3 separate regions of the Zea mays genome follow, and regions 1 and 2 are each linked to region 3. A link is a contact called in public Hi-C data. All regions are on one chromosome and are shown on one strand. Each heading gives the region's core, a stretch centred on a gene start, on an enhancer-like site or on the middle of the called end of the contact. The rest is flanking DNA. Distances are from core to core; before and after follow the strand shown.

Region 1 (3,014 bases), core at 449-2,948, 150 kb before region 3:
AGAAATATAAATTTCTCTACTTAAATATGTCAATCATTATACAACAAATAAAGGAAACAGCAGACCAGTAGTAAACTAACAGATTAGCAAGGCTAACCTCCACTATGAGTTGAACATTGGCGTAGTTATTATTGTTTGTTCCACCAGGCACCTCTACGAATTGGTCAGCAATTCTAATGTGTTCTGCATTTATCCTCATGTCTTCCGGAGTTGCCATAGCTATGAGTTGAATTGCCTTCTCAGATCCAAAAGTATCATTAGCCCATGTCCGGACACTCCTCATAAATTTTGCTGCTGCCATTCCATTGTTGGCCACTAATATACTGTGAATTGGTGTTTTGCCACCTAGTGCCGCACAAAATTCAACAACCTTGGACACTGAGGCATGTCTTCCATTATGTGTTTCATTGATAATCCCATTCATTTGATAAGAATCTGTTGGCCCCCTAGGATCCTCAGATCCACTGGAAAAAGACAAAAAAAAAAGATTAGTATTGTTTTCACAACACTGACAATATGCATGGATGTCAAAAATAAACAAAGTTCAAATCAGCTTTGTGTCTATCATATATGTCCAATTTAGGCCAAGCATTTAAATTTTTCTCAAAAAATGCAGGCATTTACAGCAACAGAAGTCACAAATGTGTATGCAGATATGATTTATAATAAGTGACCATTGTCCAGCAAACACTGCAACTAATTCTTCAACATGAGCTATAACTACATCATATAACTGAACCAGAGCATTCACCATGCTCTAAATAACAGGTCCCTGGCTGTGTTGCAACAGTTACATCACATATTTTGCAGCATTTACTATGAAAGATTGAGCATACAGCACCAGGACATTAAGACAGCATTTCAGTATTAGCGAAGCTAGTATAAATAAGCTGAGAATATTTTCTTTTTCCAAAACAAACGTACGCAAAATATTGTAGTCCTTACTGTGAAATATCCACTTCGGAAGGTGCCTCACTTGGGAGGTCGATAATGCCAGCAAGACCTACATGCAGACAAACATTTGAAACTGAGCAGTGAGCATATCTATATTGGTACCTAGAATGAGGCTTCAAACATTACCATGTTAAAACAACTAAAAACTCGACCTACAGGGTAAGACAGCCCTTGGACATTGTATTATTAAGATCTTCTAACAAAGGTCAAGAAAACTCTTAAACCCCTGGCCCGCCGATACACAATGACATCGTAGCCTATATGAGGACGACCACGACCGGACTGTGCAGATTCGGGTGGGGGTGGGGGGGTAACCCTAGCCTAAAATTCGCTCCGACGGAAAATCAAACTCAAGACCTTAAGGAGTGGTACTCAGGCCACCTAACCAACTCAACTAGAGGCCCTTTCGCATGTTAAAACAAATAAACAACACCAGCCAAGAAAGAACTCTTTAATATATATTCTGTAGCAAAATTTTAGCTTGTATCAAAAGATATTCACAGTACCTTGACGAACAGACTGGCTGTGCTTTTTGGCATCTGATACCCCATCTCCGCCATCACGGAGTGAACGAGTACGGCTTTTCCTTCTGTTTAAGGGCCTCGATAATGAAGATGATGAGAATGTAGTCCCAGCTGAACTTCTCTGGCGATTAGGGAGTAGTGGCAAGGCCTTTGAGGCAGCTGCGGCTAATCCAAGCTGTGACATTGTCGTTCCGTGGCCCAGACAGCACAATTGAAGACCTTCTCAAACGCACAGTGCCATAAAAAGGGAAGAAAACTCCTGGAAAATCTGACAGAGGCAAAAGACACCATCAGAGCTCTAGCAGAATACTCTTAGGAAGTTTTGAATATCAAAGAAATGAAAGCAACATTATAATTTATAGGCCACTCGCTAAAAAATATTTGTGATGTTTCCAGTTTTCCTCTCATTTTGAAGGAACCTGCCATGTTGAGATCTTATCAAGTTTATTGGCCACCATTCATGAAGATTTTAGAAAACTATTTACTAGTGAAATATGTCCAAATATACAAAGGTCTCTTCCACTCAAACTTGCCAGAACCTTTTACCTATAATTATACTATGTTTCTGCTGTTTAGTTTTATTTTCCTTTTTTGTCATACGAAGCCCAAATGTAGTGCAAAATCTTTTTCAATGGAGATGGTTGTATAAGAAGGGGCCAAGGGGTGGCAGTGGCAAGGAAACCTCAACCTGAGCAGGGGGGATAATGAGTACACAACAAGGTCCCCAAATGGCAACAGGTTCTTTTTCTCATTCTATGAATCACCTATTTGGTTTTTTTATCAGAGCGATGATAAGGCTTCATGTGGCTTGTGAAAGTAAGATCAAGATCAAATTTCGTGGCTCAGACAGTAAGAAAATTGTTTGTTTGGAATATTCTCTCTGAAGAAAGTAAATCAAATTTTCTTTATACTAAATGATCACTGCCTTTCAGAAAGGTTTGTTTTTTCTCGAAAAAAAAAGTTGCAGGTAAAACCTCCTTTTCCTTGTGCACAGAGCGCTAAGAATGCAAAACATTGTTTTTTCAGAATTGAGATGTACAACAAAAGGATGTAATCTATATGATACATAAAAGAAGGTCATCAGTTACATGCAGGTATTAGACAACCAGGGGAAGCAAAAAGATGCACAACCACCAACCATCATAGAGTGCAATGTTACAGTAACCCACTTGGTAGAATGACACATGAGCAAAGACTAGCAGGGAACGAAGCCAAGTGCATTCCTTATGCACCCACACAAAGGAAAAGGTGTGCTTAAACCCTGATTCATGAGGTTACCTACTGATACTACAGCTTAATAAACCTTACCGCCACCTACCATTAGAATGGCACCTATCAATCTAGCATGGGCATGGGCATCCCTGAATAAACCACAGTCAGCAACGCTAGACACTAGCAGAGGCGGCCCAGAGGCTACCCATCCATCCTGCAGTGCAACAAGAGACAACCTACATTTAGCCCACGCAGCTGCCACAAACAATTGCGTAAGCCGAGACCATTCAGCCACCCCAGTAACCCTGGGGTTGCCATTGCCGT
Region 2 (2,700 bases), core at 167-2,666, 240 kb after region 3:
CCACAAGCCATGCGACAGCAGCGGGTCTCCGCCTGAGCAGGGAGCGTAGGGCATGGCCTGGACACGTGCCAGCACCGGACCCTTACTCATGCCAGGATCATCCCCGTCCCGGGACCTTGCTAAGGACTGGATCTTACTCGGAGGGACCTGGGGCCCACCCGAGGGACCCGACATGCCCTTTTGGGAGCTCCGGACTTGTACGTACAGGGGTCCGGTGTCCCTCTGTGGAGGTCCAGGCCCGATGATGCATCGTGGGATGTATTATTTTTCCTTGCCACGTGGTGCCCTTAGACCTGCCCATGTGGTGGGGTCGGGTGCCGTTCTCCGTGTAGCCTGGAGGCGTCGTACGTGTACAACGTCTTCATACTGTAGAAGAGGGTACCCCTGATTTGGGGTACCGACATTGGCTATGTAGTATGTACCTTCTCAAGAACTGGGAGGCCTCAAACTCTGGCATCTCACAAGCTTCAGGCTGCCATCTGAATTTTTCATACGCGAAATCTTTTCGCTGGGTTAGTCTGCAGGACCAACTCTCTGAAAGCTACTGCTTACAACCAAACCCTGAGTATAGTGGTCTACGATTGTCAGAAACCACTTCCCATTCCTATACTCACATTCATCTGTAGGACAAAAAAGCGAACATAACATACAGATTAAAGCAAGATAACCTGTGCGCTAGCTAATGCACAAGTAAACTGAACAAGAAATAATCTTCTGGTTTTTGTGCAAAGGCAATATGAGAAATATGTAAATGAAAAAAACAAGCATATTTGTATGCTCGCATAAGAAATAAATTCATGGTTTTTCTAGCAGCCACAAAGATGAGTATACCTTTCTTGTTTGGGAGCAGGGCGGAGGCCCTCCTTTCCTTCTTGGCTGGCGGTGGCATGGACTGGCCAGCGGCTTCCGGGTCTCCGTCGTGGGGCGCGGCGGCGACGGACCCCGGCCTGACCATGCTGTCCTTCGCAGGCCCGTCCTCCTCCATCGTCGACGCTGAGGTGCGGCTCCAGGATTTCGCCGCGGGTCGCGTGGAAGCAGAGGCGACGGCCGCGAGCATCACACACGGACGGGGGCAGCCGATAGCACGGGATGCCGGGGCATCACGAGCGGGCGGGGGCACCGCGGCGTGCGTCACGGGGACGGGGCGGGCGCAGGGGCGGGCATCGCGAGGACGGGTGCGGGAGCAGGCGGGGGCACGCGAATCACGGGAGCGGAGCCACGGTGAAACTGGTGGTGAACGCCTACTTTGCTCTCTTATAGAGTAGTAAAGATAATTGGCCTTAACCTCGTTTGAGGCCGACTATGTGTCTTTTATTATGTAAAAATTCACGTGAATTGAGACAGACGAACAAGCTTTGCGTGCTATTTCAAACTCCACAAGTCTGTTTTTTGCAAATTCTGCAGCCTGCTGAGCACAGCCAGTTGACTCAAGCGCCATACCTCTGCTCCATAGTGGGCACCCGTGTGTCACGGGCACGACGAGATTCGGCGGGGATGGCGCGGTGGCGGGCGCGGCGCCTGCTGCCTCTGGCCACCTTCGTCACACTCGGCATGATCCTTGGTGAGCACTGAGCACGCACCGCGCCTCCATCTACTCCCCTCGTTTCGCCCCGCGGCTCCTGCGGCCCCTCGGTTTGCATTCTCTTGTCTCAGCTTGGCTTCTTGCTGGATCGAGTCTGAGCGTGGCTCGGGCTAGTTGGGGGAGGCGGCGGAATGTCGAGCATGCTTCTCTCCGGCTGCTCAGGTGCCAGTGAACTGTCAGTTTCCCCATTAAATCTGACGCATCTGTGTTCGATGAGCGTTTTGCGTAGGCGCGTAGGGTAAATCGCGGAAATTCGACTCCATTCAGGCACTACGCATCTACACCCCTCAGCAGGTTCACTTCGGAGCAGTTACAGTTTGCCGGAGTGGGGAGTGGATACGGCTTTAGTGTCTGTCAGTTTAATGGGGCATTGAATTGAACTTGGTGCCGAAGCATGGTTGCTTTGGGCGTCTTGGCATGCACGATGCCATGTGTAGTTTTTAGTGTTCTTCATGTAAATAGCTTCAGCATCTAGTTTAACAATGCTTCTCTTATCCTCAAATACTGGTTTCTTAACTCCAGCTAGCATTTACAAAATTGTGTACATTTTACATAATTTACTAATTTTATTTTAGTTGCATTTTGCTTCCTTTTCCCTGAACATAGGATCTTTGCTTCAGTTAGCACTTCTTCATCGACTAGATGGCTATTCAGGTATGTGTTCCCTCCCTATTTTGCTGAACTCCAATATGCATGCTTGGGTGTATTTTCTCATTTCTTTTGCATTACACTACAAATTCTGTCATTTTTGTTTCTATTTTGCAATATCAAATTATCTACCTGTTTATTCCCATGTATTCAACTTTAGTTTAGGTTCCCTTTGAGTGTGTGTCACTGAATTTTCTTTTTTTTATGCATCACAAATATAGTGCATGCAGATAGTGATCCAGAGGCTGTTCTTCTTCGCCTTGGATATGTAAGTTCTGGTTTCACATTCATGCCTTAAGTTGTATAATCTCCATAAATATTATGCATGTGTGAGGCATAGTTTTCTCTCTCGAACGCACAACGTTGTTGCCAGGGCCGAAGAGGGCCTGCTATAGGGCCGCTACACGGTACTGTAGCACGCCCCTCGGGTTGGTTAAATAAAGATAAGGTCAGATAAAGATAAGGCTAAT
Region 3 (2,787 bases), core at 200-2,699:
GGAGGCAGTATGATACCATATTCAAGGAATAATTATCCATATCCTAGGTTGGGTGTAGGGGATACATTATATATCTCCCTAACCCTAATGGCCTACATGGGCTAGGCTAGGCCCATAACACACAACCACATAAAATCCATACACAGTCTAACACAATCTAACTAGGGTTAGGGCTGTTATTGTTTTTTTCTCAAGAACATCCCACTCAAGAACATCCCTACATTTACAGGACAAAACTATAAAGAACAGATATGAGCTGTTATTGTTTTTTTCTCAGCATGGATATATTATTTGGAGGAAGAGAAAGAAATTAAACTCACGACATGCCCATCACACGTGAGTAGAAGTCAAGGCTCACTTTTGGGTCCTTCACACGTAACATCTGAAACAAAGAACATAAATTTTTGTGATCATTACCTCGGCAAGTACAACATCAGAAATGCTTATGGGGATAAGCTGGCCCACCAATGGTTAATTCCAAAACTACGGAATGATTTTAGTTTAGCAAACAAACAGGAATAGTAGCAATACAAGCCTGTCAGATATTTACAATCAAGGGCCCATTTAGTAGCATTCCTAAGCATCAATTTTTTGCAGAAGTCGGTATCCATGTATATTCTTCCTTTTCTTAATATAATGATACGCAGTTCTCCTGCGTGTTTGAGAAAAAAAATGATGGTGATTTTGCCAGCGCCCACAGGATTTTGCATATATGTGCTTAGTTATTTGTGATGTCTGGCCCTTGTAACAAAGTGAGCTCAGAGTTGGATCTGCTTCAGAATTGAGATATCCAGATTGTTTGACAGGTATCAAATGCATTATTCATCAGATACATTTTTTCTTTGCATCCCACAAGACAAGAGCAGCAGCAAATTTGGATTGGGACGGGATGGGGGAGCAAATAGGATATAGAGCACAGCAACTACTGACTGATTATCCCACTGCTTATGAAGTGCGCCACGACTACTTATGTGAATCCACACATCGAGCACCAAAACTGGAAACCCGAGCTGAATAGCACGCACATGTGCTTGATAAACACACTCCCTCGGTGAAATAGACAGGAGTAAAGCTCGCGTTACCGTTTGTTGCAAGAAGTAGCCTTTGGTGGCGGGGTCGACCTCGGTCTGGAGCCCAGGGTTATTCGCTGGCGCCTCCTTTGGTCCTGAGGAAGTCGCCATGGCGGCGGGCGCGAACCGGCGAACCCGATCGAATCTCTACGAAATCAAGAAAATTCCCAACGGGGAATGGTGAGTGAAACCTGAGCGAAAGTCACCATAATCATCAATCCAAATCCTCCAGTACGGAACACGGGACCTTGAAGTGCGACGCGCTGGGAATCAGGCGGAGGAGCGTGCAGGATGGGGAGAGGAGCGATGCACCAGCCATGGCAAGAGCACCAGGATATATAAACCTATTTTTATATAAGATTATCTATATGAGTAAAATACATTTCCCGTCTTTAAAATTGTTTGTCATCCCCATCTACAAACTTTTAAAATGTGTTAGTCCAATCCTTAATTGTTATTCGGATCTCAGTTAGATCCAAGCGCCTCCTAACATGGCATGTCTTTCTAAGGATAAAAACGGGACGGATACATTCGGATACATGATCATCTCGTATCATACCTTAATGTATTTCTATCGGATACGAGACCAGATTCGGTTATTTAAGCTTCGGGACGGATACAGGACGGGACCGGTTAATAATACGGGCGGGTAAGAAACGGATAACGGATACTACTCGGGTAGGTACCGGATAATTGTCGGGTAGTTCGTCTGATGATATTAATTGTCCAACTATCCATAAGTTAAGTAATACATAATTATGTATATGATAGATTAAATGTAAGAAAGAAAACCAATAAAATTGACATCATGCAGTTCAAAGTTACTTATCACAAGGACATTGTAGAACAACACCGCAATATTTAAAATTCATAGAATATTGTAGTTTCACTCAAAAATTGCAAATAAGTTACAAAAACTAATAAAATTTTATATGAAGATAACTCAAGTCCCCGTATGAAAATAATAAAGTAAAGTACTGATTATGTTGAAACTTGGATACTTACATTGATTTCACATGTAACGCATACAGATAAGTGAAAGTGAAAGGGAAAAAACATGGGCATCTTATAGATTGTATGATCCAAACATTTTTATTGTTATATATGGACATATGCTGTGTATCCATAAAATTTCACGATTTTTTTAGGCTATTTCTGTATTATTAATTTCTTGTCATAGAAAATTATCAAAATACAATTAAATCCTTAAAATATTGTAGTATTGACCGAAAAATACAAATAAGTTACCAATACTAATAAATAGTCTATAAAAAGATAATCTTAAGTTCCCACGTGGAGATAACCTTAACCCCACACATAAAAATGATAAAGTATATTAATTTGATATAAATTTGGACATTTTTTCAATTATTTTGGTCTAAAAGATATGTTTAAACAAAAAATTGATGTATTACAAAGTTATAGATCTCTTCAAGCTCTACAATTTTCATATAAATTTTATCTTCATCCGATTTCATATGTAAAAGTTGTGATTTTATAACTATATTATGCAGAAAAAGAAAAAACGGGTACCCGAGTTTCGGTTACCCGTATCCGACCCGAATATCTGGGTATTTTTCGGGTAGTCCTCGCTCTGTATCCGACCCGAATCTGGATAGTGTATCTGTCCCGAATATAAAACTACTCGAATCCGTATCCGAAAAAACGGGTATTTACACTACCCGTATTCTGATACCCGACGGATATACCCGACCCG

Evidence for each region. Hi-C and Micro-C count contacts between places; a contact is called where the count stands out from the background.
Region 1: a contact with region 3 is called in a Hi-C map of leaf, with 2.7 times the contacts expected there. The contact joins the promoter of LOC542319 here to the promoter of LOC100280481 in region 3. A contact is called at or near these places in 14 of 25 Hi-C or Micro-C datasets (bundle sheath, ear, endosperm and 4 more) and 1 of 3 datasets of contacts at active chromatin or transcription factors (leaf).
Region 2: a contact with region 3 is called in a Hi-C map of ear, with 2.5 times the contacts expected there. The contact joins the promoter of LOC100273794 here to the promoter of LOC100280481 in region 3. A contact is called at or near these places in 3 of 25 Hi-C or Micro-C datasets (ear, endosperm and tassel).

What each region holds. Positions count from the first base shown.
Region 1 is chr2:84,819,180-84,822,193 of Zm-B73-REFERENCE-NAM-5.0, reverse strand. It overlaps LOC542319 (acetyl-coenzyme A carboxylase), which reads right to left and starts at 1,698. Exons shown (of 33, transcript NM_001111903.1): 1 at 1,461-1,698; 2 at 946-1,003; 3 at 98-464. The coding sequence starts at 1,662.
Region 2 is chr2:84,427,514-84,430,213 of Zm-B73-REFERENCE-NAM-5.0, reverse strand. It overlaps LOC100273794, which reads left to right and starts at 1,416. Exons shown (of 11, transcript NM_001360446.1): 1 at 1,416-1,561; 2 at 2,189-2,236; 3 at 2,452-2,498. The coding sequence starts at 1,495. It also overlaps the pseudogene LOC103646642.
Region 3 is chr2:84,665,783-84,668,569 of Zm-B73-REFERENCE-NAM-5.0, reverse strand. LOC100280481 (lactoylglutathione lyase) reads right to left here and starts at 1,449. Exons shown (of 8, transcript NM_001153401.2): 1 at 1,318-1,449; 2 at 1,083-1,217; 3 at 321-382. The coding sequence starts at 1,389.